2 separate regions of the Rattus norvegicus genome follow, and region 1 is linked to region 2. A link is a contact called in public Hi-C data. All regions are on one chromosome and are shown on one strand. The core of a region is the stretch at or near the end of the contact, and the rest is flanking DNA. Distances in the headings are between cores, read along the strand shown.

Region 1 (7,057 bases), core at 82-2,581, 140 kb before region 2:
GCAGGAGGGAGGAAATTCGGGGACCAAATATCTTTCATAAAGAAAAAGCTAGAAGTCCTCCCCCTTGCCTGCCTTTGCTCTGCTCTTACTCTGCTCCCGGAGCTGATTTTGAATAGCCCCACGTTGCCCCCTTCACCTTGCAAGCTTCATGTGCCTTATTTTAATCAATACCCATCTCATATACTGGGTTGCACAGCTAGTGAACCAAGGATCACAAAGCCAGATGCGTGTGGCTCTCGCAGTCCTTCAGTACTGTGCTGTGCTGCTGCCTGCTAAGACAGAGCGTACTGGAATTAGGGCAAATATATTCCTTCTTAGGACATAATTTTTTCTTGGTGATAGCATGGATTTTTTATACTTTTCTATAATATCCTAATTTTTTCAATAAGTATTGCATTTCTGATGACAAAACAAAACCCCCAAATATTAAAAATGGACTTCCCCTGGGTGAATCCCACAACAGCTACTGCCTGGAGGCTCCCAGGCTGGTGTCTTCCAGTGAGGCTACTTAATCCACAGCTAGGTTCCACATTTTGTGAGTGAGTCATGAGCAGATAAATTTTGAAACGTGGGGAGGTGGTTTAGGTTGCCCTGTATGAATCGTAGAGTAGAAAATAGAGCAGAAGAAAAAACCCAAGAAACAACTGGTGGAAGAGGAGCAAGTGTGAGGAAAAATGAAAAGCTTAATTACCAGCTTCTAATTAGTGCTGTATAACAAAGCCAGTGTTTTGTCCATGACCTTTACTTTCTAGAGTTAAAACATTACTTGAAAAGTCTCAAAATTATTCTGCTAGTCTTGATTAAGCCTTTAAATTTCTACGTCTAGTTTTTTTTATAAATGCATAAATAGTTCTGGTCTCTTCTTCAGAGACTCTGGGCTTTTGAACAAGTTACCCCACTTCTTCAAGCACAATTTTATAAAACAGGAATAACTGTGCTCTTCTCGCAGTTATTATTGGGAAAGAAAATGAAGAAGTAAAATGCAAAATAAAATGGGGATGAGAATACTGTCAGTGGACTGGTACTTACGAAGTTAACCCCACAGACCCCGACTTTTCGAGGTATTCAGGGAAAAAGTACTCTATCCAGCTTCTGACACAGAGAAGTCAAAACCTTTGTTGGGAGGTTCAGGTGGCCCTGGAGTCAAGTAAGAATTTCTGATCCATCACGAAATCCAGTTTGCGCAGCCGCTGAAAGACTACCACTCCCAGAATGCAACGCTCCGGCAGACAACGCACCGCTTCCGTGTTGGTCGCGCGCCGGTGCCGCTCTAGACTCTACTTAGTCTCGGTGCCTGGCTGCCGTCGCGCGGTTTGGAGGCTGGGTGATGGGCGTCGCTCTAGGCATAGCCTCGTTTCGAGGCCCGGTTTCACGCTCGCGCGATGGAGACCGGATGCTGGGTGCTGGGCGGCGAATTTGAGGATTCGGTGTTCGAGCAGAAGCCGGAGCGCCAGCCTGAGCCGCCCTCCTCCTATGGCGCCAAGCTCTGCGAGCCGCAGGTGAGACGGCTGTCCTCTTGCCACTCCTCACCCGAACCGGCTGCAGCAAGGTCCGCCACTGTCACTTTCCAGCCGCCCTGCAGTCTGAGGCTAGCAAGCCACCTCACTCTTCGAGCCTCCGGTTGTCTCTCCTGCAGGCCGGCCGGGGCTAGTATAATAAACCCCGCCGCTGCCCCCAGCCCTGCAGAAGTCCACAGTAGCATCCTTGCAGGCCTGTTGGCTGCCTAGAAGAATAAAATGGTTTCAAGCTAATTTTGTTTCATCATTTCCTAGTTAGATAATGAAAACTGAATAGATGTTTATATGTTATTGTTAAGACGTTGGGATGGCTAGTTATGTGACTAGTTGGTTGCAGAGTGCCGAACCTAACGATGGCTCAGATACCTCGTCTTGAGTGACACGTGTTTGAAGAATAGAATAATTTTCCCTACTGTTATGGCTCAGAAGGAGAGATATTAACTTAGCAAGCGTGGGAAGAGCCTTGATACTCAGTGAAGTCTGTTTCTCAAAATACAGTCAGGCCATTACAATGTTAAATGGACTGAGTCCGCCGAATTTAGAGAGACTTTCTTCAGCCACAGCAGGTTTTATTGAAAAAAAGAGTAGGAGATGGTTCTTTGGGGCTGGAAACGGGCATGCAGAAAACTTTTCATCCTTTTTTTTGTATTCTTTCTTGATAGTTATATCTCAATCTCACTTTATGTCCAGCGGGTTTAAGTCAGAAGAGGGAAGCCTTCCTTCAGATCCTCCAAATCTTTGTCTGGGATGCACAGAAGCCTGCCTCCAGTTAAAATTTCCTGTGCTCTGTGTGCTCTGTGTGCTCTGTGTGCCTTTGTAGCATTCTCACAGTAGCACCATCGCCATGATCACAGACTCCTACATCTTGTGCATAGCATTGTCAGTCCCTCTTCACTCCCAATTGCTCTAAAAGAAAGCAGATATCGCCTCAGAGGCACTGGAACTGCATCAGGTGACTCTCATTTCCAGTAACTTCGCTGTGGTTGAAGACGGGTGCTTTTATTTTTGTTTAAACAAATTTGTTATTGACATGTTTTTACTTATGATCATTACAATTTTTTTTTAAAAAACACATTCATTTATGTGTGTGTGTTGGTAAGAGCCATGACACTGTGTCATGGGGACAAATTGCAGGTGTTGATTCTTTCCTTCCGCCACACGGGGCCCATAGAGCAAAGTCAGGTTGTCCAACTTAGTGACAGGTGCCTTTACCCACCGAGCCATCTCACTGACTAATTGTGATCATTTTAATAAAAGTGGTCCATCAGAGATGGTTCAGCAGGCAAAGTCACCTGCGGCAGAGTTTGATGACCTGTGTTCTGTCACCAGAACCGAAAGGGTAGAAGGAGAGAACCAACCAGCAGTTTATGGTCTGACTTCCACATGTGCACAGTAGCATGGATGTGCCTACATACATTGTATTTTTAAAAAAATTTTTTTTATTCTTTTTTTCGGAGCTGGGGACCGAACCCAGGGCCTTGCGCTTGCTAGGCAAGTGCTCTACCACTGAGCTAAATCCCCAACCCCTAAAATGTTTTTTTTAAAAATCTGGGCCATCGTTAAGGTTGTCCTTGGTGGCTGGGGCAGTGGCTCAGTGGGTGAAATGCTTGGTGCCCAGCATGAGGACCTGAGTTCAGACTCCTAGCACTCATGTAAAACCTGGGTAGCTGGGAGCTTGCAGGTAGCCGTTCTGGTAAGCTTCAGTTTCAGTGAGAGACCATGTCTTAGAAAACAAGATGGCGGCTGATAGAGACAGCTGGCGTTGATCTCTGGCCCTCACGTCACACAGGCACAGGCGCACACACATTTACTGCACATTCAAACATGTATCAATTAGTCTGATGTGACCACACGGGTCTGTAGTCTCAGCACTTGGAGGGTGTGCAATGAGACACTGTTTTAAAAAACAAAATGTAGCCATTCCGCTTTGCCTTGAGTCTCATCCTGATGACGTGTGTCCTTGACGTTTAGAAGGGTGCATCATGGGAAAGTGCCTTTGACCATGATGTGGAAGAGCATACCTTCACTCTCCACCGTAAATGCTATCTTCTTGATTTCTAGTGGTTTTATGAAGAGACGGAAAGTAGCAACGATATTGAAGTTCTCACTCTCAAGAAATTCAGAGGGGACCTGGCGTACAGACGACAGGAATACGAGGTGGGAGTCAACACGAGTCAGACGCTGCTGCTCTAGCTGGGCTCTTGTCACCAATAGCACATGTAGAGAGCAATGTGCGTCAGGTTAGCAGCGTGCTTTGTGGGATGGATCTAGTCTATGGTGGTGCCTATAGATAATCTTAGACTCCTAAGTCTAGGCCTTTTCTACAGGGTCCGTATTACATTTTGTTTTTTTTTCATAATTCCAACCAAAGCATGCTTTGAGGGTCCCTGTAGGTCTGCTTTCCTGGGTTTTGTATCCACTCACTTGTGAATCTCCAACATGTCACAGGAGCAGAATACCCCAACACATGCAAGAAAAGGGAAGGGTGAACAATTAGATGCCAGATTGTTTCATATACGTCATGTCACTTTTGGGTAAATATTAATAAGGTATATAGTTGGGCCTTAATCCCAACAGTTGGGAGGTGGAGGCAGAGCCAGGTGGTTCTCTGTGAGTTCAAGACCAGCCTAATTAATCTACATAGCACGCCCTATGCATGTGCACACACACGCCTCAAAGTCTCAGAAAAACCAGGACTCAAAGCCTGTTCTGTTTGCCTCTAGAATGTTCTAATACTGTGATACTTTCCATAGTTGGACTTTATAACCTGCCGCCATTCTGTCTCTACCTTTTAGAAAAATATCACAGTACTGGTTAAACAGTTAGGTCTCCCGTAGGTTAACGGAGGGGCCGGTTATACTACCACTTACTGCATAGGAAAATGTCATCTCTGTACTGGGTCCTTTCCTTTCCCCACCCCCTTCATGCCTTCCCTTCTTTCTTTTTAATAATTGCCAGAAAGCTCTGCAGGAGTACTCCAGTATCTCCAAACAGCTGCCATCTACCAATTTTGCCATGAAAAGGGATGTCCAAGAAGGCCAGGCTCGGTGTCTGGCTCACCTTGGGAGGCATGAGGAGGCCCTGGAGATAGCAGTGGACCTGGTGAGTGGCTCTGTTGCTTGTTCTCATACACTGTCCAGTACAAGGACAGGAAAACAAACCTTCCTGCTAGAAGCAGAATTGGTGGGCTGGGATTACAGAAAGAAACAATCAGCAGTGTAGTTACTGAAATGAAAGCATACAGCACTACGTGTGATTATTTTCTTGGAATAGTTTTCCTGTGCTAAGATGAGAATTATTGCCTAGAAATCTTATTTTCAGAAGTTTTACTTTTATGAGGGATATATACCCAGAGAGATAAGGATTGAGTGATTTTGTTCTAGATTTTTCAAAGATGTATTTTAATTTTTAATTATGTGTATATATGTGTGTGGGGCTAAGTGTGGGTATGGGCAGGTGCTAGGAGCGCAGAGTTACGGGATCTCCCTGGAGCTGTTGTGAGTTGCCCAGTGTGGGTGCTGGGAACCAGATCTGAGACCTCTGCAAGAGCAACAAATGCTGTTAATCACTGAATCATCTCTAGTCTCCATTGTTTTGTTATTGCAGTACTGGGAAAAATCCCTGAAACAGATTGAAATGGATTTTGATGTCCAAAGAGGGACATACTAACTATGCTCTCAAACCCTTGTTTATTAGCTTAGCATAGCTATCAACTTTAGATTATTATTCATATTATCAGAGTCATAGTCTAGAGGCCAGCATTCTGCTGCATGTCTGCAACTTTAGCAGAGGGAAGTCTGCTAGGAGCGTCACAAGTTCAAGGCCATCTGTCAAGGCTACATGATGTACGCACATACCCAGTTTTTCTTTTTCTTTAAAGCAGGAGTGGGGAGGGATTACAGTTGTGCAGCACCTGCGTCACACTTGACATGCACCTGCATTCCCAGTGGATTATAGACCACAGAAGAGTAGCTTCTAGGGATAATCCAGACATGATCTTATTAGATAAAAGGCATAATTAAAACAATGTTTTAAACACATTGTTTACGTGGTGGGGTGGGATACGTAGGGCAGAGCATTGTGGCAGGTAGAGGTGAGTGAGGTCAGCAGACAGTGGTGGGAGTCAGTTCTCCTGCCGTCACATGGGTTCCAGGGATGGAACACAGGTCATCCAGCTTGCAGCAAGTGTCTTTACACACGGAGCTACCTCCAAAAGGCCTGGCCTGACTTTAGAGATTTCGCTGATCCACAGCCATGCCTGTGGCAGACATGACACTGCGCTGTACTTGGAATCGAATCCAGGGCTCTTGTATGGTCTTTCTGGAAGGCTAAACCTTAAGCAGCAGAAACAGTAAAACCAGGTGTGCTCAGTGCTCAGGTAGGAATGGAATCACCAAATAAGTGACGTGGAATTATTTGATGTTTTTCCACTCGGTACAGGACTGTTGTGGGAACTCAGTGGGCATCCACTTCCACTGGTAACTTCGGGTGCACTTGACCCTCGGTTTAGTTCTGCAGGAGTGTGACCTGGGCAGCTGGGCTTTCCTTAGATTTCACATCAGGTTAAAGGTAATTTCACTCTGCCATCTGCTCTCTGTAGACTAACTTTGGAAAAGTGAACCCTTTCTCCTAACCCACAAGGTATTAGCCACATGCCGTTAAGGCAAGAGGTAATGACTCCCAGGGAGACAGCGAAAGGTTTTCTGATCAGAAGGAAACCCCTGTGCACCTCTGTGTACGTGGGCTCCAGCCATAGCTTTCGCGTGGATATGGTTCAAAACAGGAAATCTGCAGAGGGATTACGTTCACGTGACCCATGTAGCACTTACAAATGCTTCTGGTTTATAACATATACAACCTGGGCCTTTGGTTGCTCCCACCTTTATATGAAAACATTTTGTAGCTGAGGTTTCTTGCTTTTTCTTTTCCTCAGGAAAGCAAAGCAACCAACACAGAGCATCTGACCTCGGCGCTCTCCCTCCACCTGGCTATCTTTTCCCGAAGGCAGAGCTTGGAGAAGACCATTCTCTACCTGCAGAAGCTGATTTCTCTGCACCCTCTCAACCCTTGGAGCTGGTGTAAACTGGCAGAGGCATACCTGAGTCCAGGGCCAGACCTGCCAGCATTGGGTGAGTCACCTCAGGGACAGAAGAGTTCTGCTTCAAGTGACAAGGCTGTCAGGGCCTCCTCTGTACACTCGGGAACAGGCTGTCTGCCATTCCCTGCACCCTCACCTGACAGTGCAGTGTTCTCCGTGGAAGCAAGTGGCTGTGATACTCAGCAGGATATGCAGAATTGCCTGGCAGCACGGAGGGCAGCAGCACAGACGGAGGCCCAGAGGAAAGCATGTGCCGCTCTGATCCGCGCCAGGTAAGCAGAGAGAGCGTGTGTCAGCACACAGACGAGCCTGGGGAAAGACTGCTTATTTTATGTTATTTTTCAAGGGAGGACAGATTCCTTTAAATAAAATTTAAAGTTAGCATACATGGTATGTAGGGGTGAAGGAATCCCATACATGGCTGGTGAGAACTGAGACCAGT
Region 2 (6,789 bases), core at 211-2,710:
TAACCAGTTTCTTATTCCTCATACCTTGGTTAAAATGTCAGTGCCAGCGGATAGAAAGAGGCCATTTGAACTCTCCTGGCTATGTATGAAGATGTTTCTTATAGACTTTCTATACTTGATATTCTTACGGACCCTAACTTTTGTATCCTCTCATTAAACTGAGAAATATTTAGTATTTTTCTATTCTGTAAAATGTGCATTTCTTAAGACTCGAAAGGGTAGTGACCAAAGTCCTTTGAAATAATGGAATACTAGAAACTATCTGGAAATGCATGTGGACCCTATCCTGTGGGCCACTTGGACCTAAGACTTTCAATTCCTTTACAAAGTAAAATAATAATTTTTTTCAGATCCCCAATTCCACATTTTTTTAAGTTTGAGGAATTTTTTTTCCCCTGATATGTGAACACTGAGTCTGTTTGTTTTCTTAGGTCCAGACCTGATGGTAATCAGCTCTCCTCTGCTCTGAGTTTACAATGCACTGCCTCTTCTAGTTTGGCCAACAGTTCCTCTCTTTCCACCATCCAATAATAATGATTTTGGATTTTGTTTAGTGAAATGGGTCCAGTTTTCTTTGCTGAGCAATCTCTTTTATTGCAGTAAGTTCAAACACTTTGTTCACTACAGGTCAGTTTACACCCGTGTTCTTTACGGACAGCTTTACTGATCCTAAACTGTAGTTCCAAAACAGAAGTTCTAGTGAAATCATTTATCTTACCATCGATTGTTTAAAACAACCATCTTCATCGGTTTCTAATTTAAAGCTCCCCAATGAACCAGATTATGTCCAGTATTAAATGCGGTCTCAAGATTTTCCAGTTCTCCGCTGTCACTCTACCTTCCTCCCTGCCCAAACCGTCCTTTCCCCCCCCACCGTCTGTATCCTCTGAAATTTGTCTTGATTTCTCATTTGTTTTTCTGTTTACCTTGAGACTGCAAAGTCCAGGTACCACGACCATGCTGACAGCCGCACTTGCATCCCCAGTGTCTAGAAACCTGCCTGAAGTTGTGAACAAATTGTTGATGTGACTAAATGAGGAACTATCCAAACTACCGACTCCTTTCCCTTTAAATAAATACTCTTCAAGAGGCACTACTCAGATTACAACCCGGGCGAGAACGTGGTGAAGAGCATGTAGCTTCCCCATTTGCTGGCAGTACTGGCCGTTGCTCTGGGCAACCACTGTTTCCCACTAGACGTGAAGGCGTCGTCGTCCCGCCTCTCCTGCTTGGCCCCACCCCAGGATGTCGAGACCGGGTACGGCGCTTCAAAAGACAGCTCTGGCCCTTTAAGCCGCGGGGGGCACTTCTGGTCACGTGGCCCGTGGCCACCGGAAGGGGAAGTTTCTCTTGTGATCGCTACCTAGCTCGTCCGAATTCGGTGGCGCCACGTCCGTCGGTCTCCGCCTCCTGCGCCTCCACTTTCCCTGGCCCAGCCGGCCGCGAAGCGCGGGGTGGGCACGGGAGGACGCGCGGCGCTGCGCAGCCGTCCACCTGACGGGCGACCATGTCGGACATCGGGGACTGGTTCAGGAGCATCCCGGCCATCACGCGCTACTGGTTTGCTGCCACCGTCGCGGTCCCCTTGATCGGCAAGCTCGGTATTATCAGCCCGGCCTACTTCTTCCTCTGGCCCGAAGCCTTCCTCTATCGCTTCCAGGTAGTAGCTGGCGTTGGGCAGTAGAGACTACAGCCCCCAGCTGTCCCCGCGGCGGCGGAACGGGTTCTCCGGGCTATGGGGCGCGCTGGGACTGGTGGGATCTGTAGTGCATCCGGCTCCAGGGATTTAAGGCTGAGGTCCTTAGGGTCCCGGGAGGTCCTGGGGTCGAGTGCTAAGGCTTGGATAATTTAGAGTCGCGGATTGGCCTGCTGGGACGTGACTCATGACCTGTCTGGCAAGATTGTACTTCCCGCCTTCCGCACTTTGAAGGAAATAGTGAGAAGGTAAGTTGCCGTCCTGTTGGCAGATTGGGCCCACCTGCCTTAATGTCCTCCTCCCTCTGTCCCGTCGTGGGTCGTGATGCCATCTTAATCAGTGGTATCTACTTGACATGCTTCTGCATGGGTTATTTGCATGTTTACAGTTTCTCTTCCCGCCCTAAAACAGTGGTTTAAGTTTAAGGTCAGAGATAAATAAGAATGAATTTATCTGTATTTCCTGCGGTCCCTATCCCATCACCTGGCATACGGTAGTTAATGTTATCAGTGAATGAGCAAACTACTCAGGAAACGGGAGATGGTAATTTTCTTAAGCATTCAGGAAAACAGTCAAAATTATCCTCCTAAGCCAAAGGATGTTAATTTTCTAGAGGTTATTTTTATCGATTGTGTGGTATAAGAATTTAATCAGGGGACACTCAGATCCCAATATTAGATCTCGATTTCCACATTTCTTGGTGTTCTCTTTTCTGCTCTCCACCGGATATTGTTTTCTTGTCTCCTTTGTTGATTTCTTCTTTTCCTGACCTATTTGTTGGGACATGCTCTAGGAATCCGTTTTAGGATCCTCTGTTGTCGCTCCTTTGGACTTAGGTCTTTTATCACAGAGGGGCATAAATACATGGATGGGAGACTGTCAGACACAGGAGTATCTTTAGTGTGGTGGTGGAAATCACCACCTAGTGACCATAGACATCCAATCAAATCTCCCTTTCATCTTTGCCTTAGAAGTAAGTAGCAACTGTGTTTGCTAGAGGAGTTTAACCCTAGCAGTCATAAAGACATCCCTGAGTTCTATTTTGGTTTTACTGTTTAGTGCTGGGACTCAAACCCAGAGCATAGCACAAATGCTCTACCACTGAGATACACACCATGTACAGCCCCTTGACTTCTTTTTCCCACCCTAGAATCTCTCTAGACAATTGATTCTACCTCAACTGTATATCCAGAATACAGGCCTTTCTCCACTGCAAGCTGTTATTATGCCAGCTTTGCTTTTTTTGGTCTCCCTGAGCAGCAATCCTGTTAAAACATAAATCATGTCTTGTCAGTGTTTGAGAATTCTCCAGTATCTGTGACTCGTGATGAGTAAAGTCCTTTGCTGTCGAAGCACCAAAGTCGACCCCAGGACCTTTGCACGTGTAATTTCTCTCCTGAAAAAGATAGTCATGGCTCATTCACTTAGATCTGTGTCTTTCAGGTCTCTGCCCAAATGCCAATTTACTTTGAAGACCTCTGATTGCTGTCCACCAGAGTGTTCCTCCTTCACTGTTTCCCTTCCCTTTTTCCTGCTACATGTCACCTGTTGGTATTTGTTAGTCCACTTTCCATCGAGAGCCTAGATAGTGCTGCACACAGCAGATGCTTATATATTGCTTGAGTTCATAGAAATTATTGGGGGCTTGCTATGTGCTGGGCACTTGTCTACAGCAGTGAATAGGACAGAGGTCCTGATCCTATGAGACAAACAGAGAGGCACATTGCTAATGACAGCATTTAAAGTACCAGTGTTCCTGAAAAATCTAAGAGGACACTTGAAAATGTCTTTGAATCTGGCTTTTGGACCCAATCTTTCAGAAAGGAAGAATGATTTACATTTCCCAGTAAACTGGGAAAACTAGGCAAAAAGTGGGAATAGAGAGAAGACTGGGTATCAAGTAGAGAGCCAACTGAAGTGGGAAGCCTGGTAGATGAAGACAGGGAGTTACCCCGGGGTTTGTGCTGTAAAGCACAAGTGGATCCTCGAGGGCCTTGTAAGAGGCTAACAGTTTTTACAGCACCAAGGATCAAGTTTAGGGCACTGCACATGCTAGGCAAATACTCTGCCTTCCAACTTTTCTTTGAGGGCACCAATGAAGCCTGGGAGGATTTGAACAAAACACTGAAAGTTGACTGCCTACTTGGAAGAGGGAGTTAGTGTGTTGGGGAGTACTGGGTAAAGACTCAGAGACATACAAATTTACCAAGAGTGGAAATGCTCAGAGAGCTTAGAGAGCCATGGGCTTGGTAGGAAGTGTGAATTAATGGTGTGCTTTGTGACGAGTGTTAAATCTTGAGGTGTTTTCCAGGCATCCCAGTAGAGACAGTTGGTTGTAAGAACATGATTAGCTTGAATTGTATAGTGTTGTGTTAATAAATTATGTGTTAATAAAATAATTGCGTTAATAAATATATTTTGGCAGAGTGCTGTTGTGAACCTTGTACCCGGTGGCATGTTGGGTAACATGAGTGCATGGGGAGCGTTGGCTGTAATCATTTTATGAGAATGTGGTCAAAACTGATTCTTTGAGCCTTGTGAAATCTTGCTCACTTATGTAGCCAGATTGCTAGGATAATCAACATCAAAAGCTTTTCTAATAAGCTATAGACGTAATAATGTTTAAAAAAACAATAAACAGGAACCCACTAGAGGCATCATTTGTGTCACACCTCATGTATGGATACATCAGCCTCTCAGATGCAGATTGTAACAGGCCGAGGAGAAACAATGCAAGAAAGATGAGAAGCACAGAAGGTGTGCGTTCACAGTTTCTGCAGGAGACGCCTCTCCTGAGACACTCCATCTGTGTCAGCCTAGAGAAATTGTGGGATAATTGATTTAGAATTGTGCATTCACAACTTGAAGTAACTATACTTTTCCTTACTTCTGTGTAATGCGAAGTGCTAGTTCTCTAGTTTGGATAACAAAAACAGCAAATGGGCTAAGACTCACTGCCTGGCTGTTCACAGTTCCTCCTTATCACACACGTCAGTGACAGAGTGTCTTCCTGTTGGCCCCTGATCCAAGAGAGGTGGCATTTTCCTGATGCCTTAGTATTTATTTGCTGAGATGATAAGCCTCCCGTGGAGCCTGTACTATATTTCATTTTTTAAAAACAAAGTAATGTCACTCCCTTTGTTAGTGCTGTGCTGTTCTGTACATGGGTTATCTCAGTTTCCACAACCAGCCTGGCCTGTTTATGAGCAACTACAGCTGGTTTCTGTCTCACCTAGTTAATGGTCTAAATTCCTTACTAACCCTTTACTCCCAAAGTGTTTAGCAAAGTGTTTTGAAAAGTGATGTCTTCCAAACTAGTTATAGAAAATGATTTTCCTTTTCTTCTAGAGCTGGAAGATCATAAGGCATCAAGTAGTTAATTCATCTAGGATAGAAAGATTGCAAGCTTCAAATATTTCAAGTAGTTGGGTCATAACATCAAGGCCTAGTTCAGACCCTTACAAGTTAATGTATCTGTCTAGACCCAAAATGTCTTTGCCTAGAAGCAGTGATAATATAGCAACATGCAGGCTTATTGGGTACAGGACTCCTGACCATGGAGCACGCCCTCAGTTCAATGCTTTTTTTGGAAAGGAGAAGAGTAGAAATTGCATTAAGTGATTATATTAATTATGAGCTAAGTCCTAATTTCATAAACATAAACATAAACATAAGCACCTTCAAATCAAGGACATGTGTCAGTTATTTCATACCTCTTCAGTAGAACACACAGAAAATTGTATAATAGTTAATAGTCTTAATAAAATATTGAAATGATTGACCATTTTTATTAGTAATAATAGAAGATTTTATTATTATTATTATTTTTTTTAAAGATTTATTTATTTATTATATATAAGTACACTGTAGCTGTCTTCAGATACACCAGAAGAGGGCATCGGATCTCTTTACAGATGGTTGTGAGCCACCATGTGGTTGCTGGGAATTGAACTCATGACCTCTGGAAGAGCAGTCGGGTGCTCTTAACCGCTGAGCCATCTCTCCAGCCCAGAAGATTTTATTATTAAGTTAAATTAGAAATATAATTCTTGAATTATTGTTATTATTTAATCCCTGTCAAAGAGTCCCAACTTACTAGTCATGGTGATACCTACCTATAATTCTAGTGTTGGGGAGGCAGAGGCCAGGCTGGGCTGGATGTAGCAAGTTTCAGGCTAGCTTTACTACAGAGTGAGGCCCCATCCCAAGAAAGTAAAAAGTAAGCAAGAACAACAATAGCAAAAAGGCCACCAAGGGCTGGGATGCGGCTCAGTTGGTGTGGTGCTTGCTTAGGATTCACAAAGTCTTGGGTTTGATCTCCAATACCACAGAAAGCTAGGCGTGGTGGCCTGTGTCTATAATCCCAGAATTGGAGAGGTAGAGGCAGGAGATCACAAATTCAAGGTCATACTTGACTATAATATAATAGCTTCAAGAATAGCCTATCTCAGGAAAAAAAGAAAAAGAGGCCCAATGAATAACAAGACAAAAAGGCCTCTTAGAATGGAAAGATGTGAGCTCTCAGCTTTTCTAGCTTGTTTTCCAGAATTAGATATTGTCACATGTAACCCAGTGACTGCCAGCTTAGCAGGCTGTTTTAAGAGTATTCGGGTTATGCTGTGTGTTATCTGAAAGGAGAGTAAACTTGAACTGTGGGCTGACATGGGAGTAGCAAGCTTTGCTTACACCAGTGTTCAGCACACACGTGCTACTGTCATCTTGCATGTGCGAGTGCATGTGCATGTGCATGTCTGTGTGTTTTGCATGTGTATGCATGCACAAGTGCACAAGTATTCGAAGGCCAGAGGTTAACCTTGAGTGATATTCCTCAGTAGGCCTTGTCTTTTGAGACAAGGGCTCTCATGGGACCTGGGGCTCACTGGTTAGGTTAGGCTGCTTGGCCTTTTTCCATCTTCCCTGTTCCTTTGGCTTTCCAGAGTTGAAAAATACACCTTTCTACTCATGGCCCTGCAAATGAAGCCTGCTTCCTAATCTTATTTACATGTCAGATAGAGGAAAGAAGGGGGCTGACGGGGATTTCAGAAATAAACATATCCTTCTGAAAAAACTCAGTGCCTAGTGATTTCGAATTA

What was found. Hi-C and Micro-C count contacts between places; a contact is called where the count stands out from the background.
Region 1: a contact with region 2 is called in a Hi-C map of prefrontal cortex, with 2.0 times the contacts expected there. The contact joins the promoter of C7h8orf76 here to the promoter of Derl1 in region 2. A contact is called at or near these places in 6 of 12 Hi-C or Micro-C datasets (the Rat2 cell line, Schwann cells, liver and 3 more) and 1 of 1 datasets of contacts at active chromatin or transcription factors (oligodendrocytes).

What each region holds. Positions count from the first base shown.
Region 1 is chr7:91,453,558-91,460,614 of GRCr8, reverse strand. C7h8orf76 (similar to human chromosome 8 open reading frame 76) reads left to right here and starts at 1,331. Exons shown (of 6, transcript NM_001025007.1): 1 at 1,331-1,499; 2 at 3,579-3,674; 3 at 4,476-4,619; 4 at 6,451-6,887. The coding sequence starts at 1,383.
Region 2 is chr7:91,311,310-91,318,098 of GRCr8, reverse strand. It overlaps Derl1 (derlin 1), which reads left to right and starts at 1,460. Exons shown (of 8, transcript NM_001014202.1): 1 at 1,460-1,660. The coding sequence starts at 1,508. It also overlaps a transcript of Tbc1d31 not described here.